6 separate regions of the Mus musculus genome follow, and all the other regions are linked to region 6. Evidence: chromatin contacts called from public HiCAR-type and promoter capture Hi-C data. All regions are on one chromosome and are shown on one strand. Each heading gives the region's core, a stretch centred on a gene start, on an enhancer-like site or on the middle of the called end of the contact. The rest is flanking DNA. Distances are from core to core; before and after follow the strand shown. Region 1 holds the start of Stx11 (syntaxin 11). Region 2 holds the start of B230208H11Rik (RIKEN cDNA B230208H11 gene). Region 3 holds the start of Sf3b5 (splicing factor 3b, subunit 5). Region 4 holds the start of Stxbp5 (syntaxin binding protein 5 (tomosyn)). Region 5 overlaps Stxbp5 (syntaxin binding protein 5 (tomosyn)). Region 6 holds the start of Shprh (SNF2 histone linker PHD RING helicase).

What was found. Promoter capture Hi-C pulls out the DNA fragments that hold promoters and counts their contacts. HiCAR-type assays count read pairs that join an accessible place to other places.
Region 1: a promoter capture Hi-C map of pre-B cells shows a contact between it and region 6. The contact joins the promoter of Stx11 here to the promoter of Shprh in region 6. A contact is called at or near these places in 2 of 39 promoter capture datasets (hippocampal neurons and pre-B cells) and 1 of 9 other capture datasets (embryonic stem cells).
Region 2: a contact with region 6 is called in a promoter capture Hi-C map of pre-B cells. The contact joins the promoter of B230208H11Rik here to the promoter of Shprh in region 6. A contact is called at or near these places in 4 of 39 promoter capture datasets (hippocampal neurons, liver, pre-B cells and 1 more) and 1 of 115 datasets of contacts at active chromatin or transcription factors (astrocytes).
Region 3: a promoter capture Hi-C map of pre-B cells shows a contact between it and region 6, with 12 times the contacts expected there. The contact joins the promoter of Sf3b5 here to the promoter of Shprh in region 6. A contact is called at or near these places in 3 of 39 promoter capture datasets (embryonic stem cells, liver and pre-B cells), 1 of 484 Hi-C or Micro-C datasets (liver) and 2 of 115 datasets of contacts at active chromatin or transcription factors (astrocytes and large pre-B cells).
Region 4: a contact with region 6 is called in a HiCAR-type map of astrocytes, with 5 times the contacts expected there. The contact joins the promoter of Stxbp5 here to the promoter of Shprh in region 6. A contact is called at or near these places in 6 of 39 promoter capture datasets (the C10 cell line, hippocampal neurons, liver and 1 more), 7 of 484 Hi-C or Micro-C datasets (B cells, CD4 T cells, cardiomyocytes and 3 more), 1 of 115 datasets of contacts at active chromatin or transcription factors (astrocytes) and 3 of 9 other capture datasets (adipose tissue, liver and pancreatic islet).
Region 5: a promoter capture Hi-C map of hippocampal neurons shows a contact between it and region 6, with 2.9 times the contacts expected there. The contact joins the enhancer-like site here to the promoter of Shprh in region 6. A contact is called at or near these places in 6 of 39 promoter capture datasets (the C10 cell line, hippocampal neurons, liver and 2 more).

What each region holds. Positions count from the first base shown.
Region 1 is chr10:12,961,561-12,965,806 of GRCm38.p6, reverse strand. It overlaps Stx11 (syntaxin 11), which reads left to right and starts at 1,548. Exons shown (of 3, transcript NM_029075.1): 1 at 1,548-1,807.
Region 2 is chr10:12,920,120-12,924,540 of GRCm38.p6, reverse strand. It overlaps B230208H11Rik (RIKEN cDNA B230208H11 gene), which reads left to right and starts at 1,414. Exons shown (of 3, transcript NR_038028.1): 1 at 1,414-1,967; 2 at 2,824-2,932. n-TLtaa3 (a tRNA gene) reads left to right here and starts at 1,888; the gene lies at 1,888-1,970.
Region 3 is chr10:13,007,091-13,011,099 of GRCm38.p6, reverse strand. It overlaps Sf3b5 (splicing factor 3b, subunit 5), which reads right to left and starts at 2,650. Exons shown (of 1, transcript NM_175102.4): 1 at 1,917-2,650. The coding sequence starts at 2,477. The coding sequence ends at 2,217.
Region 4 is chr10:9,898,787-9,902,672 of GRCm38.p6, reverse strand. Stxbp5 (syntaxin binding protein 5 (tomosyn)) reads left to right here and starts at 1,633. Exons shown (of 26, transcript NM_001081344.2): 1 at 1,633-2,142; 2 at 3,419-3,516. The coding sequence starts at 1,990. Gm46210 (a long non-coding RNA gene) reads right to left here and starts at 1,360. Exons shown (of 3, transcript XR_001779713.1): 1 at 1,176-1,360.
Region 5 is chr10:9,864,563-9,868,925 of GRCm38.p6, reverse strand. Stxbp5 (syntaxin binding protein 5 (tomosyn)) reads left to right here. Exons shown (of 26, transcript NM_001081344.2): 3 at 2,232-2,313; 4 at 3,813-3,913. Among named protein-coding and RNA genes, the nearest start is that of Gm25635, 15 kb to the right of the region's middle. Within about 2 kb of position 1,570, at least 8 of the 459 cell types and tissues checked have an H3K27ac peak or open chromatin away from gene starts, as enhancers often do. A contact at or near this core is called in hippocampal neurons, where this site is marked.
Region 6 is chr10:11,146,720-11,151,101 of GRCm38.p6, reverse strand. It overlaps Shprh (SNF2 histone linker PHD RING helicase), which reads right to left and starts at 1,672. Exons shown (of 30, transcript NM_001077707.1): 1 at 1,516-1,672.

The sequences.
Region 1 (4,246 bases), core at 299-2,798, 1.8 Mb before region 6:
GTGGGGAATCTTAGCTCCTCGAGCTAAAGGGTAACTGCATTATCCCCTGAGCTATCACCCAGGCCCATAGCTAGGGAGGTTTAAGGGTGTTGGGTTGCTAGGTTTCATTGGATATTTCCTTCATGATAAGACTACGGTGAGCTGGGAGACAGTGCTGTACGCCTTTAATCCAAGTACTTGCAGGTGGATCTCTGAGTTCGAGGCCAGCCTGGTCTACAGAGTGAGTTCCAGGACAGCCAGGACTACACAGAGAAACCCTGACTCAAAAAAACAAAACAAAACAAATGAAAAGCAAAACAAAACAGAAGGCTGGGGCATGGAGGAGAAAGGCCCCAAGGATAAAGTGTTACCTTTACCTGGCTTTAAGTATCTGACCTTGTGTATTGGGTGAACTGTGTGGCTGCTCTGTGTGTGGTAAAAACTACTTTCCGTCTCCTTTCCATACAGTCCTCTGTTGAGGTGAGGAGCAGGCTGGCCCACACTTAGAGTGCAGAGACAAGCTTCTTTTCCATGAAAGTGGAGTTTCTGCTTAAGTTGCCTGAAGTTGCTCTGCCCCGGAGATTTGTCTTTCTGGCCTTACCTGGCCTTACATTAGTAGATCGATTCATCGGTCATTTCACATTAGATGGATAACTTTGGGTTACCGTAACACCTTGTTCCTCAAATTCTTCTGGCGGTGGCTTCCTATCAATGCATATCATCTTTCTTTCTTCCTGTGTTCTTTTTTTAAGATTTATTAAATATTATTTATTATTATATGTAAGTACACTGTAGCTGTGTCTTTCAGATACACCAGAGAAGGGCGTCAGATTTCATTATGGATGTTGTGAGCCACTGTGAGCCACCATGTGGTTGCTGGGATTTGAACTCAGGACCTTTAGAAGAGCAGTCAGCGCTCTTAACCACTGAGCCATCTCTCCAGCCCCTCCTCTCATACTTTCTTTGTTTCTTGATGGCTAGCCTTCTACCTTGTTTGTCCAGCGGTTTCCCACCCCCTAGCCAGAATGCCCCTTTTCTGTTTCTGAGCCCCCAGTAGGGTGCCAGGCAACGAGGACAAGGTCGTGGCAATACTCCTGTGGGTGTCCCACTGACAGCAGGCAGGAAGGGGCTAGTGGAAGGCGGGGCTCAGTGTCTACGTGGTCCACAACCTCGGGTTAGGCAGTCGTGCGGGTCCCCGCTGGCGCAGCCACACCCACGCTCAGAAACGGTTTCTAGTGCCCTAGTTTCGGAACTACTCTGGACTGCAAAAGTCATCCGCGCTGAGGGGTTTTCCCGCGGAAAGTCCGATGGATCCCGCCCCGCCCATCTCTCCATCCCAGAGCAAGGAAGAAGAAAGAGCAAGTTCCCGGGTGGTCCACACCGTCGCCCGCAGCATCTCGGGGTGCACAGGAGGGGAAGAAGGCTCGTGCTTAGGTTCCCAGCAACCCGCAGCGTGGCGACCCCAGTCGGGACGGGAAGCTGCGCGCCTAGCCGAGGGCGTCCCCGGGGCGGGGCCCTGGTCCCCAGCTGTGCAGCCTCAGCGCGGCAGGGGCGGAGCCAGCAGCACCAGACGCGGCCCTGCGGCTCAGGGCTCGGACCCCGGCTGAGAAGCGCAGCCCGGGCCAGCAAGAAGCGGAGGGGGCAGAGCCGCGGGGACACGCCGCGGTGTCCTCCCGGCGTCCGGACGCTGGATCAGCGCCCCGCAGGATCACGGTTCGTTTTGTCCCGCGAGTCTGCTTAGCTCTCTAACTCTTTCGACATCGGGGACCCAGGTTCGGGGTTGGCTGGAGTGGTGGACCGCGCTGGCAGGGATGCTGCGCAGCTGCAGGTGGGTTTGGGGTGTGGTTCCCTCTGTGCCTCTAGGTACCTTCAGGACGAGGCTTTGGGTTTCTCACCTAGAGCCGAGAGCTTTTTTTTTTTTTTTTTTTTTTTTTTTTTTTTTTTTTTTTTTTTTATGTTTAAGAATATAATGCGTTATCAGAAGTGCTTCAGAAATGTAGACTGACTCTGAAGCTTCCTGAGGCAACTTCTGTTTTGAATTTTTGTTGTTTTTATTTAATGGAGGTGTTTTATTCAGTTCGGTCGCCACTTTCTCTAACACATCAGAATGGACACTTCTCCACTTGAACTTGACAGTATGACTCAGGAGCCAGGAAATACAGGAACACTGATACCGCGTTGAAACAGCTCCCACGGAGGATTTGGGGTAGTTTGTTTTAGGAAACCGATCTGATGGCTTTGCTTAGAGAACCACACCACGGAATTCTGTTGGCTTCTTTGGCTCCGCGAACATCAGCTGAGACCTGCGTTTTACTTCCTGTGACTCTCACACTTATTAGAGCCATTTCTCAGCAGAGGGAGGAGCTGTTGTTTCTACACGGGTATCCACAAATGAGTCACAAGTCTACTACAATTGCAAGGCTTTGTTAATACGCTTTTGAAAAGTGAGGTTGGATTCCTGTACTTTGAATAAGACCGAAGATTCAGTCTGGTACTGTCAAACTGGGGCAGGCGGCCTAGGAAGTAACTATTCAAGTTTTCAGTTTCCTAGAGCGCCTGATGGGACAACATGCCAGCTAGGGTCACTAGGCTGATCTGAGATAAACCCTTAAAATCATGTGCTTTCCCACAGAAGCTGAAGAGAAAATTAATTTCTTTATCCAATAACCATTTGGCTGTTGTTTTCACTAGTTGGTAGAAACTGGACATTTAATGAAGTGATTGTAAGTTACTCTGAAATTTAAAATATTTCAGAAAGTTTATTTTTACCAAATTAGTGCCTTAAAAAAAAACATATAGAAGCTTTTGAAGAAAGTAGATGGTTGCTGGAGCCAGACATTAAGATGCTGAGTCTCCCTGAGGCTGGATAAAGGCTCTAAGAAATAGACTTCCCTATCTAGGAGCTCAGTAGAGACAGGAATAACTGCATATCCTGGCTGAGCTGAGGTCAGCCTTAGACAGCAGTTGCAAGGTTCTGGTCTGTTCCAGCCTTTTCATCCAGGTCCATGCATGCAATATGGACACAATGCTATCCTGGCAGCCAGGGCCACAGCTGAGCAGATTCTCCTGGACATCCAACACCGTGAGATGGATGCTATGGGAAATTTATACCCAAAGAAGGTGCCCCAGTGTGGGGGATCAGAGTATCCTGGATCACTGCTGGGACAGCAAGGGAAGGTCTGGGTTCTCATCATCTGCTTGTCTTGGTTGGCAGCCTAGTTTTCATTCAATACATGCATGATTTAAAAAGCATATTAGCATATGTCTATGATTTAAAAGCCCATTAGGAAGGCATGGCTTTTAAAGTGTTTGAATTAACCATGTTTCACATTACTTAGCAGCTGTGTAAAGGCAAACCCAGTCTCTGTTATCATCCCTGGGCAGTTGGGGGCACTCTTTTAAACACCAGAGTGACTTAGGAGTGATTAGCAGCTGTCTACTCACCAGTTGATACAATAGTTGCTCCCCATCTGAGGACTGGCTTGACTCCCATGATTTTTGCTACCCAAGCTCTGAAATAGAAAGTTCCAGAATAGTAGTAGTATATTTTGATTTATTTTACTTGAGACATGGTCTCACTGTGTAGCCCTGGCTGGCCTGGAATTCACCACACAGACCAGGCTGGCCCAGAATTCACAAATTATCTGTCTGCCTGCTTCTACCTCCTGAGAACTCATATTAAAGGTGGGTGCCACCACACTTGTCAGTAAGATACTCTGAGAGGAAAAACATCCACACCAAATTAATTATAACCATATTGCTGCAATTGTTCCACCTCTAATTCTTGTTAATCTCTTGCTGTGAATAATTTGTGAATTTAAACTTTATCTTAAATATGTGTGCACAGGAAGCAGCATAAACAGGTGCCAGGCGTTCACTAGAGTCTCCTGGACCGGAAGCTCCAGGGTTAAGGAGGACCTAATCTCCCAGTCCTCTGAGGTGGCCCACTAGCAAAGGGCATCTGCCCAACCTAACAGCTTTCATCTCTACGTTTCATCTCTCCCTCCGCGGCCTCAGAGGCACATTTTCTAGAGGAAAGAAAAGATAAAAGTGTGTTATTCAGCATTGCATTTCTGGGCTTTGGCACAGGTTGACTCATGGTTAGCGGAAAGGAGCGTTGATTAAACAGTGAACCTGACTGTAGATGAGGGTTGTCCAGGAGCTTGGAAGGGTGGGTGGCCCAGCAGAAGGAGCAGCGTTCTGTGGTCAGGAAGCTCCAGTCTGTTTCCTGGGCACTGGGGGAGTGGGGACGAGCAGAGGGGAGGGC
Region 2 (4,421 bases), core at 165-2,664, 1.8 Mb before region 6:
CCATCCCTGAACTGAGGCCAGAAAACGGAAATGCAATCGTCTAGAGCACCAGAAAGAATATTTCTGAGAAGAACCCTCCGGTGCAAAGCTGGGTTGGTGGAGAAGTTCTGCAGCCCCGGGCAACAGCAGCAGTGCAGGCAGGGGGCTTCCTTTAGTTGAGCAAGTCTGCAAGAGATCTCTATGGCCTCATTCAAAATGAGGATAGGAACGCCTACATTACAGTTATTAAGAAAATTAACCGAGCCCCTGAAGAGTGGTACTCACTCTAAGCCTTTAACCCTGACATTTAGGAGGCAGAGACAGACAGGTCTCTGTGAGTTTAAGGACAGCCTGGTCTATATAGAGAGTTCCAGGACAGCCAGAGCTACATAGTGAGACCCTATCTCAAAAAAAAAAAAAAAAAAAAATCAAGCTAGACAAAACTGTGTGTAGGGAGCTTAGAGCAATGCTTGGGTTATAGAGTGCACATGTTCTCATGTTCTCATTTGCATTTAACACCCATTGCGTGCAGCTTCAGGCCTCTCTCTGATCACCTGGTGAGGTAATCACCCCATGTTACTGACCCCATGTTACATTCCACAGGCTGCCTCCAGACTCTAGCACAGTGTCCGCACAGAGAACAAGGCCTGAGGACCTAGGCTCTCTGGTGTACTTCTCTGAGTGCTTACCCTGGATGCCCTAAAGGTACTATTGAGGAACATGGTCAGGCAAAGGTCAGTGGAGTTCCCGCCATTGGGAGATAGACAGGAGCTGTCTGGATGCTAGAGTAGAGTTCCTTCGTAAGGAGTCCGGTCAGACTTAACCAGGACTCAAGAGAACCAAAAGCTGGGTGTTCCCTGGGGGTCACAGAGCTGTGAGAGATGGTAGAGCAGTTGGATCATTACAGTGAAACTGAGAAAATGTTTGAGGGAGCCACTGGGAGGTCTGAAACAGTGGGGCACTTTGTGAAACAGTGCATCCTAGGTTTACAGTCAAAGACTGAAGCCACCAGACCTGTATAAACCAAACATGGGGGTGGGTTAGGGGAGAGGGACAAGGTGGGACAGCCAGAGCAAGGCTCAGCCACCAGCTCCCTGCCTGCAGCTGCAGAAACACCTAGCCTGAACCCTGGGGTAGAGCCAAGGTTTTGAGGAACAGCCGAAGTAATGCAAATAAACCGCTGTACCCTAAATTGCTTTTTGTTGTGGGTGTTTTGTCCCAACAACAAAAGGGGAGCTAAAACAGGAGACAAGTTAAAACAAGAGTTTGCCCTCTAGGGGAGCTGTAGGGGTGGCAGGAATCCAGGAGGTCTTGACCCTGCATTTGAAGCAGAGCAAAGGGGACAGTGTCTACACAACCAGGGAGGGGGTGGGGGATTGGGCCACACTGCCCTGACCACACAGCTTTCTCCGGAACCTCCTCTTTCTCCGGAACCTCCTTCCGGCATGTGGTAACACTGGCGAGGAAGGAAAGCCGCGCGCGCACAGGTGCCGGGCCCCGGGAACCTATTCGATTTAGAAGAAACACACTGATGGTTGCCCTGCGGACCCGTGCCTACACCGCCCGAGGGACCCCTCCCACCTCCGCTCCGGAGCCCAGAAGTTAGCTGTGGAGTTTGTTTGTCGCGCCCGCGCACCTACAGTGAGCAAGGAGAGCCGGCGCCCGCCGGCCCAGAGCTCTGTCCCGCTCTCTGCTCCTGCAGTTCCTTCGCTGCCGCCGAGATCTCGGGGCGACAGTGAGCGGCGGCGGCGGCGGCGGCGCGAAACCCCGGCGGCAGTCTCCGAGTCTCTGTAGCCGGGTCGGGAAAGCGCCGCGCAGCCTGCGCAGAAGCATCCTCGAGTAACTGGGGAAAATGAGGACGGTATTGTGAGCTTTGTAGGAACAGCAAAGAGAAGAGAGCACGCCTGCACCAGGATGGCCGAGTGGTTAAGGCGTTGGACTTAAGATCCAATGGACATATGTCTGCGTGGGTTCGAACCCCACTCCTGGTAAAGTTGCTGTTTTGTTCCTTGCCGCGGTCTGTCAGTTGTTTTTAGGTCCAGAGCTTTTGGAAATTTAGAAGTCTTATTTCAGTTGAAAGAAATGTTCTTTAATCCTTAATAGGGCGCTGCTACAAGGCAGCCCAATTTCCCGCAGTGAAGCGACCGTGTCTCCAGGAACCGACCTGAGCCAGGCGGGAAGAGGCTCCCCGGAGAGGTCTGGTATTGGCTAACTTTTTGCAAAAGTACTTTTGCACAGAAGAAAAAAGAAAAAAAAAAAAAAAAAAAAAACAAGTCCGCTTTTGCCTTTCCTCTGTCCGCTCCCCACCCCCTTCTTTTTTCTTCCTTTCCCTTTGTTTTCTTTCTTTCCTTTCTTTTCATTTCCCCCCCCCTCAAAGTTTAACGTGTTCACATGCAGTCTTTCAAAAATGTACCATTTGACCATGAAGACCCAGAATTTGAAATATTTTCGATTTTTATCTTCTCCTATTTTCTTTGGGTTTTTTTGTTTTGGTTTGGTTTGGTTTGGTTTGGTTTTTGGTTTCTCGAGACAGGGTTTCTCCGTGTAGCCCTGGCTGTCCTGGAACTCACTTTGTAGGCCAGGCTGGCCTCGAACTCTCAGAAATCCTCCTGCCTCTACCTCCCAAGTGCTGGGATTAAAGGCGTGTGCCACCCTATTCTCTCCAAAAGTGTTTTTTATCAAAGCAGTCCAAGATCTTAAACACATTTTGTAGGCGTGGCTCAAGGAACTCCCCAGCCTTTTGAATAAGTTGAGACACTGATTAAATAAACCCCTCTCTACAATCATAAAACCTCGGAAACGTTGGTTATTACCATTGATCATTTATTTTCACGTGTTCCTCAGGTCCATTCAGTTATCTGGAGTCGTAGAAAAATATTTTTCGAAAAACTCGGAACTCTGTGGGAAATGATATCAGCATATTTAAATTGTGACACCTACTGGTAAACTTGAGGTAAGTTTGTTTGAATAAACCTTATCTTTTTTTTTTGTTTTTTAATAACTGTCTTAAGTTACAGACAGGAAGTTGACTTTTCCTCCAAATCTTTTAATCTTTATTTATTTATTTAAAAAAGATCTTCCATTAAGCAGAATAACTCATCACTGAAATAATTTTCATGAGCATTGTTTTAACTGTATGATGAAACCCTTCTTTGGCGTCAATAATCTTTGTTTCAGTTACGCATTTTCCTTTCAAATGCTGAAGACAGCTATGAAGTTAGGGGGATATGTATATGTATGTGTGTATGTGTGTATGCATGTATGCGTGTGTGTTTGTTTGCATGAGCCATCAATGTTAAACAGACATCGTGGTCAGTTGGAAGACTCCTACACCAGAAGCGTTCTCAGTCCTCAGCGGTCAGTTGGGGCTTGGGGGTTTTGATTAGCTTTTTGGTCTTTCACTTTTATTCATTTATTTTAGTGTGTATGCGCGGTTGTCTGTAAGTACACCACATGGGTGCCTGCTGTGCGGTCAGGAGGAAGCTACAGGTGCCCTGGAACTGGGGTTGGTTTACAATCTGCCACGTGGGCTCCAGGAACCAAACCCAGGTCCTCTGTAAGAACAGCAAGTGCTCTTAGCTGCTGAGCCACCTCCTCAGCTCCATCCAGGCTGCTGTTTATCTTTAGGTAGAGTTTTAATTAGTCGATAAACACCTCAAATGCATGCAATGTACTTCAGGCGTGTGCTAATGATTCAAAGGAAGTAAAATTTAATGCCTCGGGTTCTTAAAAGTTTATTAGTATATTCATAGCACAAAATGATGTATTTCATAGTGACATTTTCAAACCTGTGTATCCCGTGGTTTGCTTGTATGCAGCCTGTTGCTCTGTGATGCTCGACCCACCCTTGTGCTCAAATCCTTTACTCTTCCCATGTACTGCCATCTACGTTCAAGTTTTATAGATATCCATTTCCAAAGCAGATTCCACAGGAGAGAGAATCTGTGGTATATGTCTTTGTGAACTGTCTTGTTTCCGTTAACATGATCTCCAGTTTCATCTTTCTTCTGAAAATGGCCTAAGTTTGTTCTGAGATATGGCAGAACAAAAACCCGATTGTGCAGGTACACTGAGTTTTCTCTATTCACTCAGCCACTGTTCAGTGCCTGGGCTGACCTCTTTCCTTGGCAGCGGGGGTGCAGCTTTAAACATGCCTGCATATGTGTCTGTGCACACAGATCTTTGCGGTTGCTGTCTTAGGTTTCTTTGGTAAACACCCAGGAGTAGTATACTATATGGTAGGTCTATTTTTAGGGGTGTGTGTGTGTGTGTGTGTGTGTGTGTGTGTGTGTGTGTTTTGAGACAGGGTCTCTCTCTATGTCCTGGATAGACTGGAATTCACTATATAGACCATTCTGGCCTTGAACTCACAGAGATCTGCCTGCATCTGCCTCCCAAGTGTTAACATTAAAGACATGGGGTCACTACTATGCACAGCTTTT
Region 3 (4,009 bases), core at 1,401-3,900, 1.9 Mb before region 6:
GTTATTGGCTAACTAACTGGCCTGGTCTTTCCTGGGAAAGGCTCCCTCTCCCTCTCAGTATTCCTCAGTTGCCTGCAGGTGTGGAGAGTTGAGGCCTGCTGAGGACAGCCTTTCCCTGTCCACGTTAGGGTGTTTACTGTTCTCGTTCAATTCATCTTTAGGCTGCCACATTGGTGAGACTTTATGGGTACAGCTTCAGACATTTCTCGGACACTCTTACAGCATACTCCCTGATTCTCCAGGACTTAACAATATCTCTGCCCCCTCTTCAGAAATATCCCGAGCCTTAGGGGAGGGGTAGGCATATGGGTTGGGATTGGGTCCCACAACTCTGCATTTTAATTGGTTCTGCTTTTCTGTAATGGTTTCCATCTATTGCAAAAAGGAGTTTCCTCATTTTTTTCTTTTAAAGATGTTATTTTCTATGTACACAAATGTTTTCCTGCATGTATGTACAGCACTTTTGTCTGGTGTCCACAGAGGTCACAAAAGTTAGTGGATCCCTTGGGACTGGAGTTACAGACAGTTGTGAGCCACCATGTAGGTGCTGAGTACCAAGTCAGGGTCCTCTTACCATGTAGCCATCTCTCCAGTCTATCCTCCCCTTACTGTCTTGAGACACCATCTCTATCTGAACCTGGAGCTGAGCAGGCAGTCAGAAAGCCCCAGCTATCCTCTCCACAGTACTGGGGCTATATGAACTTGGGTTTTTGCACTGGTAGCAGAAATCTGAACTGGTTCCTGGACTTACACAGTAAGGACTCTTACCTCCAAAGCCAGCCCTCCTGAATTCTGTTACTTCTGTTTGTTTGAAACAGGGTCTATTAGCCCCGTTTGTCCTGAAGTATGCTCATCAGGCTAGCCTTGAACTCATGGATCCAATTGCCTGCCTCCCCACTGGGGTTAAAGGCATGTGCCACCACTCCCAGCTACTGTTACTTTTAAATAAGTTACTAAAAATGCATTTAGTTTTCTCTTCTGCTGAAAGCCAATAGCTATAACCCACATAAAAACTTTGAGTCACCAACCAGCTTCCACGTCTTCTTGTCCTGGTGTTTTCTATTGTTCATCCCTTCCCAGCATACTGCTTTTGTGTGGAGGAGTTGGGGATAGGATTCAAGACAAGGTTTCTCTGTGTAGCCCTGATGGTCCTGAAATTAGATCTGTAGACCAGGCTGGCCTTACACTCGAGATCCTTCTGCTTTTGCCTCGAAAGCACCTGGACCAAGTGTGCACCAACACATTCTTTGAACTCAAGAGATGCCCCAGCCTCTTGGGTGCTGGGATTAAGGTGTGCACCACCACACTGGTATGCTGGTGACTCATACTGCTTTTATGGTTTTCCTTCAGTAAGTCAAACACACTGCTGCTCTTGGGTCCTCTGCCCTGGCCGGAAAACACCTGCATGGCCATTTCTCTTGATTCCTTAAAATCTGTTCTCAAATGACATCTCAGTAAAGTAGCATTGTAAGCATGGTTTTTAAAGTTGTAAACTCTTCAAGCTGGCATAATGTATGCCCTCAAACCTTTGGAAAATGCTCTGGTGAAAAGGGAAGAGGGGTGGGGGGAATGGGGCGCTGAGCAGGATGGGGACGTGATACCACTTGTTTGCCAGTTTATCATTTCTGAAGACACAAAGGGTAATCATCAAGAAAAAGGGGTAAGGGGTAGCGCATAAAGGGAAGGGTAGGAAAGGGATATGGGCAATCTCCGCGCTTCAAGGTTTCTTTGGGACCAGACACACTGTACGCGTGAAGACTATTGAGGTGGGATAATATCATAAAAGTGTGTGTGACGACTTAAGGACTTGCCCTGTGCTTCTGCCCCCATTTCCTATTTATACTCTCACAAAACCTTGATCCACAGAACCCTCTCCTAATAACCTCCCAAAGAACACAGCAATCCATACCAAAGAATAGAGCAAACCCTAAACTTTATATATATATGGTTTTTTAAAAAGGCAAGAAGACATCAACTATCGAAAAGCAGACTCGAAATGCGCATCACTCTCGTGCAGTCTTCTCCCTCGCTTGCCGATGCTGGGATCACTCCTTCTGCACAGTTCACAAGGAGCGGACCCGGACAGTCTCTCCATGACTTGTTCCGAATCCTCCACAGGTACGCAGGTCAGGCGACACAGCCAACACGGAATGGTCGAGATGCAGGAGCAAGGAGGCTCGCAGCCGGCACACGGGGAAGACTGGGCAGCGCTCACCTCAGTTCTCCTCGGGCTTGTCCGCGGGCGGCCCGCTGGGCTGCAGCATTTTCTCCATCAGGTTGAACCGCACGCGGGCTTTGCTCTCGTTCTCGGCAATGGCGAAGTAGTTGAGGAGGTCGAAGTGGCCCATGTAGGAGCAGTAGGAGTCGCGGTGCTGGTTCACCAGCCATTCCCACTTGGTGGTGTCGGCGTGGCCCGTGCCGATGTACTTGGACTGCAGATGCTCCAGCTGGCTGTGGATGGTGTACCGGTCCGTCATCGCGCCGCTCTGCTCGTAGGCTCCGAGGTCAGGACACAGACGAGAAGCTGCCGCTCGCGGCGTTCAAGTGAGAGACGCTGCCGCTGCCGGTGCCGCCGCCGCCACGCAAAACCTCAGTTCGTGCAGGCGCGGGAGAAAGACGCCACCGAGACGCAGGAGTAGACAGTCTTTTCCTAGGCGGAAGCGGAAGTGCCGTCTGTCGCGGGATTGGAGTTGCCTAGGAAACACTGGGCCGTCTCCTCACGGAGCCCGCCTACTTCGAAGAGTGTTGCATGATGGTCCGCTTAGTGGCTCTCGGGTGATCACGTTCTAGTCTGAGCGTTGCATTCTGGAACAAGTAGTCCAAAGAGTTTGTTTTAGGGTTTTGTTTTGTTTGTTTTGTTTTTGCCTGGCTGCTGTAGGACGATGGCAAACGGCCTCTGAGAGTTATCCCACGGCTCTGGGCTACTAAGAAGGGGAAATCCAAGAGGGTTTCAACTACAAGCAACCAGGAAAATTAACTCTTGTACCTAGAAGCTAACGTGGCAGCATGGTTCCCCCGCGGTCCCAGCTTTGTCTCTTAGAATTTGGGCACTGGGAAAAGTATTTTTGGTGATCAGTGTCAGCCCCAGTAGTCTCACTAATGGCTCCCACAACGAGCTCCAGGCTCCCGTTTCTCAACCCATTGAGGGGTTGTTTGCTCTAGGTCACTCAAAAGCTATTCCTTGAAGTCAGATGTGGTTCAAGACTAGATAGATAGATAGATAGATAGATAGATAGATAGATAGATAGATAGATAGATAGATAGATAGATAGATAGATAGATAGAAAGAACACCTCTCTTTCTAGTCACCTGTGTTTTTCTGCTGATTACTGCCTTACGTTGGGGGTTGTGCACTTTCTCACGTTACAAACAACTCAGAAAAGATAATTGTACTTCTTTTATGGTATCCCTTAAGGATACATGTATAGCCTGATGTAGATTGTACTCTCAAAAAACCATTTTAGGAATGGGGTAAGAGCAGTCACAGCCAAAGAGAATGGACAATGACAGACAATTTGAAAATACAGGAGTTTGGGGGTACTTTTGTTTACTTGGTGGGGGGAGGATCTGGCCCTGAGCTCACAGCAATCCTCCTGCCTTTGCCTCCTGAATGCTGGGATTAGAGGTGAGTTCCGCTCCATCCAATATTAATTCTTCTGTTTAAATTTTGTCATAATAAGCATCATGCCAGGTGGTGGTGGCACACACCTTTAATTCCACCACTTGGGAGGCAGAGGCAGGCAGATCTCTGAGTTCAGGGGCAGCCTGGTCTACAGAGCTAGTTTCAGGACAGCCAGGGCTACAAGGAGAAACTCTGTCTCAAAAAAAAATAAAACCAACCAACACCAAGACTTAGACAACATAATACACATCTTATTCCTAAAATATAGAGACTATACGGCAATACCTGTGGATATGCCATCCAGCCATACTATACCTGTCTCTTATTATTTATTTATTGAGACAGGGACTCAAATTCTCTGCACCTGCTTCAGACTTTGAAGTGATC
Region 4 (3,886 bases), core at 384-2,883, 1.2 Mb after region 6:
GGAAGATCTTTTCCTCTTGAATCTCTGGATCACTGCCTGCTTATTCAGCTTTAGATGGCTATCCTCATTTCCAGCCCTTCTCTGGCTAATTCAATGTCCGTCATCAGACCCCCACCATTGAACTCATACGATTTTACATTTGGTTATGCGAGGTCGTTCCCTTGACACAGCAACCCATGTATTGAAGACAAGTATTGCGTTTTTAAGTTCTCTGTGCCCAATACAACGTGTTAAACTAGACAAAATGTATTTCAGGGAATTAAATAAACCAAAGGCTTAGAGGCAAATAGTTTAGGAACTTACAAATAGTTTAGGAAAGACTTTAAGTTTAGTTTATTACGTCATCCCCCTTTCGTGAATTAACTTCCTACTTCAACAAGTTTTAAACCGTAGAGCAAAGTTTTAAAAAGTTCCAACTGAAAGGCTTCTTCTTGGTGGACAGAACTTTTAGAGAACTACACTTCCCGAAATGCCCTGTGCGCCAAGCCTAATTGGTTTGTTTACTATTCTTGAAGGCTAGCTCCGTCTGCCCATAGGCCAATACTGTGAGGAGACTGTCCTGAACGAGAGAATGTAGCCAATAACGAAGCAAAGGGAGGTGCTTCTGATTTTGGTGCGGAACTAACAAATCCTAGTAGCATTGCTGTTCCCACCCCACCCTCGCGCCCCGGTAGGGGCGGGGTCTTTCTAAACCTAAGATTGGCTTCTTGCTGTACAACCCCCCCCCCCGCCCCCGGCTATAGAAGGTCTTCCAAGGATTCCCCCCTTCTGATTATCCAGCCCTATCACCTTTGCTTATAGAATGCACTGGCCAGAAGGATTGCTCTCTCCGCCCTCAGCACCAATTTCTCTCCACTGATGGAAACTTGAACCACTCATCTGTCTCTTAGCACTCTGGGAGACATGCAGGAACATTGGCGGTCAGATCTGAGAAAAAACTTCACCTCCTTCTCCCGCCGGATGATCTCAGAGAGACTCCAGGGGGCTGTCGATTGGTTAATTAAACTGGCAGGTAGACGGGACTTTGTAACAAGGAGTGGCGGGGAGTGCTGTCTGCCACCCACCCTGCCTGCCAAATGGATTCAGGATGATGGGTGACCAAGGTGAGATCGCTGGAGTTCTTCCCCTTAGGGGGCCGACCCCAGTCTTTCCTCCACCCGCCAGCCTCGTTTTACCTCCAGCAACACCTTCATGAAGGAGGCTGGGCTTCTCTCCCTTTGGGTGTCTCTTAGTTGTCATCTTGCCACTGACTTAATCGTTGCCTGGATGTTCCATTGCGAGCCCAGATACAAGCAAACCCGAAACCACACTGCGGGAGCTGTGAGTGACAGGGCTGGAGGCGCGGGCCACTGAGCCCGCGGGTCCGCCAGCTGCTGCCCCTGGTCCTCGGCGGAGGATGATTTAAGCCGCCGGCCGGGGGCGGGGGCGGCGGCGCGCATGCGCACCGGGCAGCTCGCTCCGCGGAGGCCCAGCTGCCGCCACCGCCGCGGCCGGCGCTGGAACCGCGGCTCGCCGCCTGCTCTACCGAGCGTTGAGGGCCAGGGTCCGAGGCTCACGGGAGGCGACAGCGAGCATCCGGGGAGAGAGCGACAGGCGGCGCGGAGACCGGCCCCGGGTGCCCGGGCCATGCGGGCCGGGCGGCTGCGCTGAACGGAGGCCGAGCCCGGGACCTGCCGGGGGACTGCCGGGCTGCGGGCCATGGATGCGGCGGCAGCGGCGCGGGACGGCGGGAGCCCGGCCGCGACCAGGTGAGGAGGCGGCGTCCGGCGCCACTGCAGCCGCGGCGGCCTCGGAGGAAGAAGGCTCGCCGCCGCGCGCCCGCCCGCCCGTCGTCGCAGCCCTTCCTGTTGGGATTATCTTCTGCTCCCCGCTGCTCCTTCGCTCCCCGCGGTCGAAGCCGCCGCTCGGCTTCAGCGGCTCGGACTCCTTCGCAGCCGGTGCCTCCTCCCCTACCTGGGCCTCGCAGCGGGGAGACCCTTGGGCGAGACCATGAGGAAATTCAACATCAGGAAGGTGCTGGACGGCCTGACCGCAGGCTCGTCCTCGGCCTCGCAACAGCAGCAACAGCAGCAGCACCCGCCTGGGAACCGGGAGCCGGAGATCCAGGAGACGCTCCAGTCCGAACACTTCCAACTCTGCAAGGTGAAGGGAGCGGGGAGCGCGCAGCCCGGCCAAGCTGTCGTGGGAAGATTGGGGTCGTTTGAGGGGGCCGCTGGGCAGCACCTGGGAGCGCGAGGGCAGAGCGCGCCAATGGAGCTCAGCGCTCCAAGAAGGCGCCCCCCACCCTTGACAGACGTGCCTTGCTGGGGGATTTGGACAGAGATCCCCTACTTCTTATAAGTCGGTGTCTTTTTCCCTTTCATAAAAAGCAATCATTTCAAGGCAACCCAACCCTTGCCTTTAATCCCCATCTAGATGCTAGTAACAGTGGCCTAGAAATACTTTTTATATTCGCGCATATTTTATTATCTTCCACTGACGTCGAAATTTTCCAGCAGTGTGTGATGAACGTCGTCTGTGGGCAAGGCAAACCTGTTCAACCAGGTTTTTTATTTTTTATTATTATTTTTTTTCGCATCACTTTTTCCTTAGAATGCGTGCGAGCGGCTCACCACCTGAAGTCACAGGATTCTTTTTAGCCTGTTTGGTTAAAAACTTAGCGCGGAGGGTTTTGTCAGTGAATTGGCACGATGATTGCCACAAGGTCTTGTATGTAATTCAGAAAGAATGATGCAGCGGATTAATTCCCAGCTGCTAGGTGAGAAAGGCATATGAGCCTCCCTATCCAGAATCGCCTGCTTCCTAGATAGCCATTAGGTCCTTCCTACAGCGGTGATTTAAAAGCCTACGTACAATTCGGTTCTTATGTCCTAAAATTATTCCGGACGTAATACAAAATTACAAGATTATTTTTCGCACCCATTTTCATCGTTAGAATTGCAAATGCTGGTTCTTTAACTAAATCCTTCTATTAGTTTCATGACAACTTTTCTTTAGAAATCCCTCCCTAAATTTAGCATTCAAATAAAACCGCGTTTGGGTGATTTCTCTTAAGATGCAATACGAATCACACTTCAGAATGATTTTACAGAATTTTGGACCACTACGAACTTGAGTAACGTGGCGTCAAACAGAATAGTATACGCTATTCATAGAAAATTGCCCTCTGTGAAGTTACTAGCATTGTAGCAAGGCAGGAGTTTAAATGATTTGTGCTTCTGTGCTTGTTCCTTAAGATAGAGTCCACCCTCCCCCCTACCCCCACCCCCATCCCGAACTCCCCCTTAAAGTGCTAAGTCTGTGTGTGTGCTTTGATCCAGTATAGTTGGGCCCAACTCTAACTCACTGTGGGCTGTTCTGTTTTCGGATTTTGCCTGCTGTCTCGGTGGGTTCCTGTGATGTCACTGCCCATCCCCAGACTGTTCGCCATGGATTCCCCTATCAGCCCTCAGCCCTGGCCTTTGATCCCGTTCAGAAGATCCTGGCGGTAGGAACTCAGACTGGTGCTTTAAGGCTGTATCCTTTCTTAAAAAAAAAAAAATCTGTTCGCTTGCTTCTTTTTCCCCAGTCTGCCTGTATTGCTCATTAACCCTATTTTTCCTCTTTAATCTAGAGAATGAAGTAGTAAGATCTGTGCTATAAGAAATTATGTGGTGCAGGCTTTGCCTTAGTGTACCTGTGTATGTTGCTGTAAGAATAGCTCTTGGCTCTCAGTCGTTCCTACACACGAATCAAAACAGCAGTCTAGAGTTTGTTATAACAAACTCCATAAATATAGTAATATATTTATATCTATTAATATTTATATCTAATACACAAACACACACACATATAGATAGATAGATATAGATGTAGATAGAGTTGTTTGTTTTGACTACAAGATCCT
Region 5 (4,363 bases), core at 321-2,820, 1.3 Mb after region 6:
CTCTGTAGACCAGGCCTCGAACTTAGAAATCCGCCTGCCTCTGCCTCTCAAGTGCTCAGATTAAAGGCATGCGCCACCACTGCCTGGCTTCTAAGTTCTATGTTTTGTCAATGCTATCTTTTGTGATAACTTTCCCCCGCCCCCGACTTACTATGATACTGTCCTGATCCAGCCTCTGTTCAGGTTGCCAGTTTGCTCTCTGCTGTGTCTGAAGGGGAAGAGATGGAATCAACAACTTTGGAGAAGTTGACTTCTTAGACTATACAAAGATATACTAAGGCATAATGCCTATGATTTAATAGATGGTAAGAGTTTTCAGTGATGTAAGATGTCATATTGTTACCGACAGGTAGCTGCATTCGGTTGTGTAGCATACTTTTATATAGCACTCTATGTAGCACAAGAATAAAAGCTTTCTTGAATTTGATGAAGTTGACTTCTGAACTTGATGACATTTTCTGTGATAAAATATTTATTGACAGCCAAAGTAAAGAGAATTTTCAAAGCTAGGGGGCTACAGCCCTAGTGAGGAAAACTGCTTTTGTAATTTTTGCTTCTAGTAATCAGTTTTGTTTTATTTTTACATCTGGTTTGGTCTATCATATTTTATATTCTCATAAGACAAACCTCCATACTATTGTATAACTTGTTAAAATCTGAATTGCAAAACAGGTTTGTTTAAAAAAAAAAAAACTAAAATGTCTACTTTAAGAAGATTTCACTGGCTGGAGAGATGCCTCAGTAGTTAAGAGCACTGGCTGCTCTTCCAGAGGTCCTGAGTTCAATTCTGAGCAACCACATGGTGGCTCACAACCATCTGTAATGGTATCTTATGCCCTCTTCTGATGTGTCTGAAGACAGCTACAGTGCACTCATATACATAAAATAAATAAATTTTTTTTTTTTTAAAAATCACAAAGCTAGTCTTCACAATTTTTATCTTATCCAGGGTGGTTAAGAGAACTGTAGGTGACTGAAGAACAAATAATGAGAATTTTTGATGCATGTGTTATTGGAGACTGAGGCCCAGGGTTTATGCAAACTAGGCTCACTTGTAACATGAGCTATATTCATTAGTTTTTGAAACTCACATCTCCAGTTGACTTCAAGCTTGACATCCTCCTGCCTCTGCCTTCTGAGTGCTGGGATTATAGATGTGCATGACCACACCCAGCTCACAGGCTCTCAGTGCTACACTCATACGGCTCATTGCTATGCTAGTACCTTTCAGAGTTCTGCAGAGACAAGGCTCACGTAGAAATCTTATAATAGGGTAGTTATGGCTGTGTTTTACTCCTGAAAACCAACTCTGTGCTCCAGGTGACAGACCTAAACTCAAAGAACATGTCTTTGACTAATACAAAAAGATCCATGGCTAGAAGGATATAAAGGCCTGGGGAAGAGCATTTGTTTTCCGTAAGTGCCCTGAGGTCATGCAGAGCAAGAAAAGAGAATTATACAAACTGGGATCTGACTTAGGGTGAATGTGTTTGCTCTTAAGCAGACATCTTGGCACATCTCATTAGAATACGAGATGCCGTCTGTGAGCTTCCACAGAGGGCTGCAGCGACTGCAGCGACTGCAGCTTGCAGCTCGTCTTCTTACTTTGATTATTTATCACCTACCGAGACTAGACTAGCAATGTGCCAAATGACTGTGTTCCCGTTTCAGGTTAATGAAGTATAATGCACGTAACAGTACCTCACAAAAACTTCCGGAAATGTGCGTGGGTTTTTTTTTGTTGTTTTGATCATTATTCAGTGTGTCTCAGAGAATAGGGCTAGGGATGTAACCCAAAAATATGTACTTGCACAAATATGCAGAAAACCCAGGTTCCTCCCAAGCACTTGGGAAAAAGGAAAGGAGGCAGTGGAGAGGACAGTGGCCTCTGTGGAGCCAGCCTGTATTCTGCTGCTCTCTGTTGGACACAGAGCGTGTTAGTTAATGCCTGTGCTTCCTGTTCCCATCTGGATTTTGACAGCTAAATGAACTGATGTATATGGCATTTCCCGTAGAGACTGGCACGTAGAGACTATTAGTTAATGTGTGCTTTTACATGTTCAGAGTCTTGGTAGTCCGAATCCATGAAAGTCAAAAAGCGTTGGGACATTGATGGCGATCAAGTGGCCTGGATTGAATATTAGATCATCAGGATATTTATTAGTTACATAACGCAAAAGTTTCTTTTAAAAACGTGCATGGTAAAAACTCCTTAATGGGGCTGATGACAGCTTTGGTCGTCCAGGAGTGGAATGTTATTGCCAGCACGACAGCGGAGCAGCAGTGATCCAACTCCAGTTCCTGATTAATGAGGTTAGTGACTGTTTACTCCTTCTACTCAGACCCAAAGTAGAACACACCTAGTTCTTCAGGCTGCTTGCATAGACTTAGAAGTATTTGAACAAAAACCTACTTTCTTGAGAGTCAGATGCAGTCATTATTCATTTTAAGGTGCCACTGCAAATAGTCACACATATGTTTTCTCAGAGTAATGTTGCAAGCAAAATAGAAATATTTTTGTTACCTTATGGTATATTTTCACTATTATTTCAAAGATTTTCGAAAGTTGCATAGCATTAAACAATCTGTATTGAAATAGTGGTAAATTCAGCATTCATTATAAGTAAAAGAAAGTACTTTGACAAAGTGTCTCAACATATCCCTGGGAAGCAGCTTCCATTTGAAAGTGCGCTGTGCTTACTGGCTTTGTTTCTGAGAATGTGAAGAATGAAAGCAGCCAGAGAAAACTCCATTTTGCAGCATGAGAGATTCTGCTGCAGACAGACTGCTTGAGAGGGTCCCCAGTTTCTTTACATTTGAGGACAGTATTTGAACATTTTTTTTTTTTTTTTTTTGAGACAGCGTTTCTCTGTGTAGCCCTGGCTGTTCTGGAAATCACTTTGCAAACCAGGCTGACCTTGAACTCAGAAATCCACCTGCCTCTGCCTCCCAAGTGCTGGGATTAAAGGCGTGCAACACCACGCCCGGCCTTGAACATTATTATTGCCCTAAATTCTTAGGATCTATAGGATAAGTCCGAAAATATATATGAAAGATGGGCCAGTAAGCTGGCCCTGTGAGCAAAGGCATTATAATAAATTTGGACGTGTGACTAATCCCCTTAGTGTACAGATTGTTATTCTATTACTGTATTCCTGTCTTCTCTAGGGCTTTAATGAAAACACTCTTGGAGAGGTTCCGGCTCTGGAAATTCTGTTTAGCCTGGGCAAGACTGAGCCCTCTGTGCCTCTTACCCAGGGTGTGACCGATTAGTCAGTGTTTTCTGTTGTTCAGAGTTGACGACTGTCATATTCTGTTGTTATAACCTAAGTAAAGGACTTCTATTAGGATTTGTCTTACATGAGGTCACTTTATATTTTGTTTTAGTCAAGACAATATGTATGTGTGTGTGTATATATATATATATATATATATATATATACACACACACATATATGTATATGTACATATATATACACACATATATGTACATATATACATATATACATATATATGAATGATTAAATAATTTGTGGTCTAATATCTAATAATTTTAGAGATTTTAGCCATCCCACTAGATCCTAACATACTTTTGTATTAAGAGATGGTAAATTACGTAAGAAGTGAAAACATTAATTAGATATATGTGTATATAACATATTCTTCTCCACCTGATGTTTAGAATTTGGGTGTGGCAAATATTTCTTAGAACTATAATCTATTGATAAAAAGGTTTTAAATTTAACAGGATATTTTAGCAGCTATTTGGAAGCGTAAAATTTGTCACATATAAAATATACTTTATTTTCAAGGGAGCCCTTGTGAGTGCCTTGGCTGATGACACCCTACACTTATGGAATTTACGTCAAAAAAGGCCTGCCGTACTACATTCACTTAAATTTTGCAGAGAAAGGTAAGAATTCTCTATTTTCATACAGATAGAGAACACTTGCTCTTCTGCTGTGATGTGCTTTTTGAACAGTATTCTGTTGGGGTTGGAGTGTGATGTACTTAGTGTAGACTTTGAGAAGTAATTTCAGTGTCAGAGGATACCCAACAGAGTTCTTCCTTCCCACAGAGAACAGTAAGTAATTGCAGTATAAGTATAAACGTGAAAACAAGTCTCTACATAGCTGCTTTTTCTTTTGTCTTAAAAAGGACATTGTATAGTCTTTCCACAACTTGTTTCACCTAACTGCATACCCAGTGGGTTATCTTATATGAGCTTCTTTAGATCTCTCTGGGCCATTTTCATAATTACATACTCTCCTATTGTGTCAGAATGTCATAGTGTGCTCAGTAAATCTTATAGTTGTTCCCTTTGCTTTATTATGTTGCACTATATAATGACATATGCATACAC
Region 6 (4,382 bases), core at 423-2,922:
ATAAAAGCTCCTCACAGATTACATGTCAGAACTGAGATGGGGCCTAGGAGTAGGGAGTCCGATGCTGGTTGCTGAGCCTGGGGGACCAGTCTTGTTTCCTATCCTGTCTGTTTTCTTATCTACCCAGGTGTGAGCAACAAGGTGTGACCAAGCTGCTGCAACAAGAACACCCCACTGTGTCTTCCCATCAGAAGGGATTGGTAATTGGTCACCTCAAGGACAAAACTAACAGGTAAGAAACACTTTAACCATGATCTCATGTATCAAATGCTGTGACAGTTTCACTCATGTTTGGTAGAAATTTTCAGTTAAGAAACAATCCCATTAAAGAAGACAAATTATAATACTATACTTGATGGCCAACAACTAGGAAGACAAACCTCTCACTACATCAGAAATAAATGCCTGTCTCACATGTTAGTTGTATTTAACCCCACACCACTGCTCTTTTAATTCCAATGAGCTTGACAATCCCAAAGCGTTAACAAAACTTCGATCGATCCTTATACAGAGGAGGGAAGAACACACACACACACACACACACACACACACACACACTAGTTTTATGGATTAACAGTGTGATTGGCAGGGAGTATCACTATTCAAAGGTTTGGACCAATTGGAATAGGTGTGGCCTTGTTGCAGTAAGTGTGTGACTGCAAGAGCTGCCTGGAAGCCAGTATTCTGCTAGCAGGCTTCAGATGAAGATGTGGAGTTCTAAGCATCTTCTGCACCATGCCTGCCTGGATGCTGCCATGCTCCCACCTTGATGACAATGGACTGAACCTCAGAACCTGTAAGCCAGTGCCAATTAAATGTCATCCTTTATAAGACTTGCCTTGGTCATGGTGTCTATTCACGGGAGTAAAACCCTAACTGAGACAAAGAGTAAAAGCTTAGACAAAGAATAAAGTGGTGTTAGCGATCATGGGACCTAGGCAAATACAGGAGCAAAGGCAAACACGTAGGAGAAAAACATAGACTTGCCATGATAAATTCAAGCCAAGTGGATTAAAAGGCACCACGGTGAAAAGGCAAGACTGTAAACAATACCGTTCCTCCCACAGGGTACCTTAACCAGAAACCAACATCTTCGTTCACCAACCTAGCGCTACCTGCAGCGTCAAAGTGCACACAATGCACAGGAGCCAGGGCGCTTCTGCAGGCGACTGTAATGCTTGAGAGTTTGCCAGCCTAACTTGGCGGCCTCTGCATCCCTCCCAGCTACCTGTCGTCCCACGCACCGCCAGCCTGCAAGGCAAGTTATCCTCGAAGAAGGAGCCGGAGGGACAGCTCGTGACAGGGCCTCAGCACGCAAGCGTGGGCAGCAAGCACCCGTCCCACGCGAGAAGGGCTCGGCCCACGTCCGGGCTGGGGCCGAGCCGCGGGGCCTCGCAGGGCCGATCACTCCGGATCCCGGAGCTGCGCAGGAGCCCTCGGAGTTTCCCTGACGCGCAGAGCCAGCCTCCCTCCGCCGCGACTCTAACCCCAGAGCCCGCACGCACCCTCACCTACCTCAGCCGCTCTGCAGGCACCTGTCGCCGGGCCCGGCCCTCCTCGCAGGCTGCAGATCCCGGGCCCACAGTCGCCACACTCACCTGCGGGAGTTGCGCATGCGCGCTGCACGCTGGGTGAAGCCTGGCACCCAGGCCGGAAGCCGCCAGCGCCAGCTGAGGAGGCCAGCAGGAGCGCTCGCTCCAGGCGAACGCGCAGGACCAGTCGGGACGCTCCGCCCCTCTTTCCGGTGTTGGCTTCAAAAAGCACCTCTGCGCATGTCCCGTCCCTGAGGTCCCGGTAGAAGACGGTTTAAGTCTCGCGGTGGTTGTGCCTCTCTCTTTTCCCCGCCTCCCGTGGCTTTAGCAAATGCAGGATGGGCGGGGCCCGAAAGAAGGGGCGGGACCTCTTGCCAGAGAGGGCGGGGCTCTTTGCCAGAGCGGTAGGCTTGATGTGAGTTGTGGTTTTCATAAAAAGGCAGAAAGTTACATAAAACGGAATTCACGATGCTGAGCAATTATAATACCCAAACAAATATACAATTAATCCACTAAACCAAAAGAATTCGATCTGCTAAGGAAAAAAAAAAAAAAAAAAAAAAAAGGCAGAGACGATGTCTTCAAAAGGAACTGAGAAAAATGAAGCCAGAGAGAAATTTATTCTTGCCAAGAAAATTACTAAGGCTTTAAATGTTTAAACGTTTTAAGAGAAAAAAAATTATACAGCTATGCTGAAGCAGGCCTCCCAGTATCTTTTCCAAAGGGAGAATTCTATCTTCAGTAGACATAAAAGTCTCTCCTCTGAGGATTTCAATAGTGTGTTTACCAAGTGCTTTGTATGTCCTTCGAATTTTTTTCTGTGGAGTAATTTTTTTTTTTGTTTGTTTGTTTGGTTGTTTTGTAATCACCAGAGCTAATTCCAGGGGAGGAAAAGGTTCGCTTGTTATTTGGCTTTCTGGAAATTCCCTGTTGTGAGACATCTGTTCATGAAAATACTGTGTCTTACCACCTAGTAGATGGTAAATAATCTAATGATAGTACAGACAGGAGAACCGACTTATTGGACACACTCAGATCTTACACGTGAATCCCCACTTTTCATATAACTCAGCTGCCTTGTTTGGAAACAATACAGGTGTGTTGTATCATGTCTAAGCTAGGCTTGGATCCAGTCCATAGTGATAAATATTGCAATTAAGAAAATTTTAATTTTTTTTTCTGGTTTCTGTGTTGTGGTCCAGTAAGTATACATCATGTCTAAACAGAGTATAAATATCAAAATGTTTAAATATTTTGACTGAATTCTCAGCACAGTACCTTTCTCTTGATAGAGGATTTGCTTTGAAGCTGATGGCTGCTCAGTCAAGCTCCTGGCTGGCAGAAGAGGAGGCACCTATAGAAACGTGTTAAAAATAAACACAAGTTCTGGTTTGCAAAGAAAGAGATCACTACTCTATCCGACAAGGCTGAGCCACACAATATGGGTGCTCAGAGCTGAACTCAGATCTTGTGCAAGAGAAGAGTGATCTCATAACCTCTGAGCTCACTCTCCGCTATCTCCCTAGAATGTATTTCTTAAACAAAAAGATGTAACAACCAAAGTGACTCCTTGCTCCATGGCCATGAAAAGAATATCAATCTCACTAGACACCTGCACTGAAGCTTTGGGGTAACTAGGTACATTAACCTAGAAGCAATAATTTGAAAATAATGTATATATTTTTAATTTTCTGAGCAGTGTATCTCAACAATGAGCTCAAAATATTCGGTGAAAACACTTATTAAGCAGATAATCTGCCATCAAGGGGGACGTGCAATACACTTTTTAAGAGCCACAGAACCTTTACAGCTTTAGTATTTACCTCCAACCTAAAGTCAACAGTTGAATTATTTCCCCAGAAGAAAGTCATCCTGTAATTAAAGTTTAAAGCCACTCACCGATTTCTCCTTAGCTGTGGAAGTCCTATAGGCCATGTTCTTCCATAAGAGGTTTGCTTACTCTGTACTGCTCTGCCTTCCCACCCCATAACCAATCTTAGCTCTCTTTCTCCTGATAAAGCTTTACAGTTTCTTCTCCATCATTTACTGTTTCAGTTTATACTTTTAGGTTACAAGGATGCTTTTCCCCCCATAAGCCACATGAGCAAACCATCTGCTAGCGCTCAAGCTCTGCCTCCTGCAAGACACAGTCTCTGGTGGCTGCCTTCTAATTAAGATGTAGAGCTCTCAGCTCCTTCTCCAGCACCATGCCTGTCTGAACACTATCAGGCTTCCTACTATGATGATAATGTACTGAACCGCTGAACCTGTAAGCCAGCCCCAATTAAATGTTTACCTTGTAAATGTTGTCTTGGTCATAGTATCTCTTCACAGGAACGGAAACCCTAAGCCGCCTCCTAAGGCATGTTTTCCCAACTACCTCAGAACTTTAAGCAATGGGAGTATTGCAGATGAATTTTTGATACCTGTGAAAGAATATTTGTGATGCTAATTTGATAGCTACAAGTAAAATATTCTTAATCTTTTCTAAAGGCCTCAAGCATGACATTTATAATTACAAAAATAATGGCATAACACTTTGAGAGTGAATATGATACCCCAAAGGCTTTGAAACAGTATGTTGGTGGAAACTGCTGCTTGGCAGGGAATGGAAGAGCCTTTACAAAGCCACCATCCTGCAGAATAACAGTGCATGCTGACTCTACCACCAGTGTGTTAAGTCAGTTCCCGGGAGACATAGCAAAATTAAATATTAGCTCTATTTCTTTTAGGCCCTGCCAAGTTTCTGGGCTCCTCAGTAGGTTCTTAAATGAGATTAAATGTCTACCAGCCTGAAATACTGAACAACAGTAGTATTTGATTATACCAATCATATCTGCATACCATAAC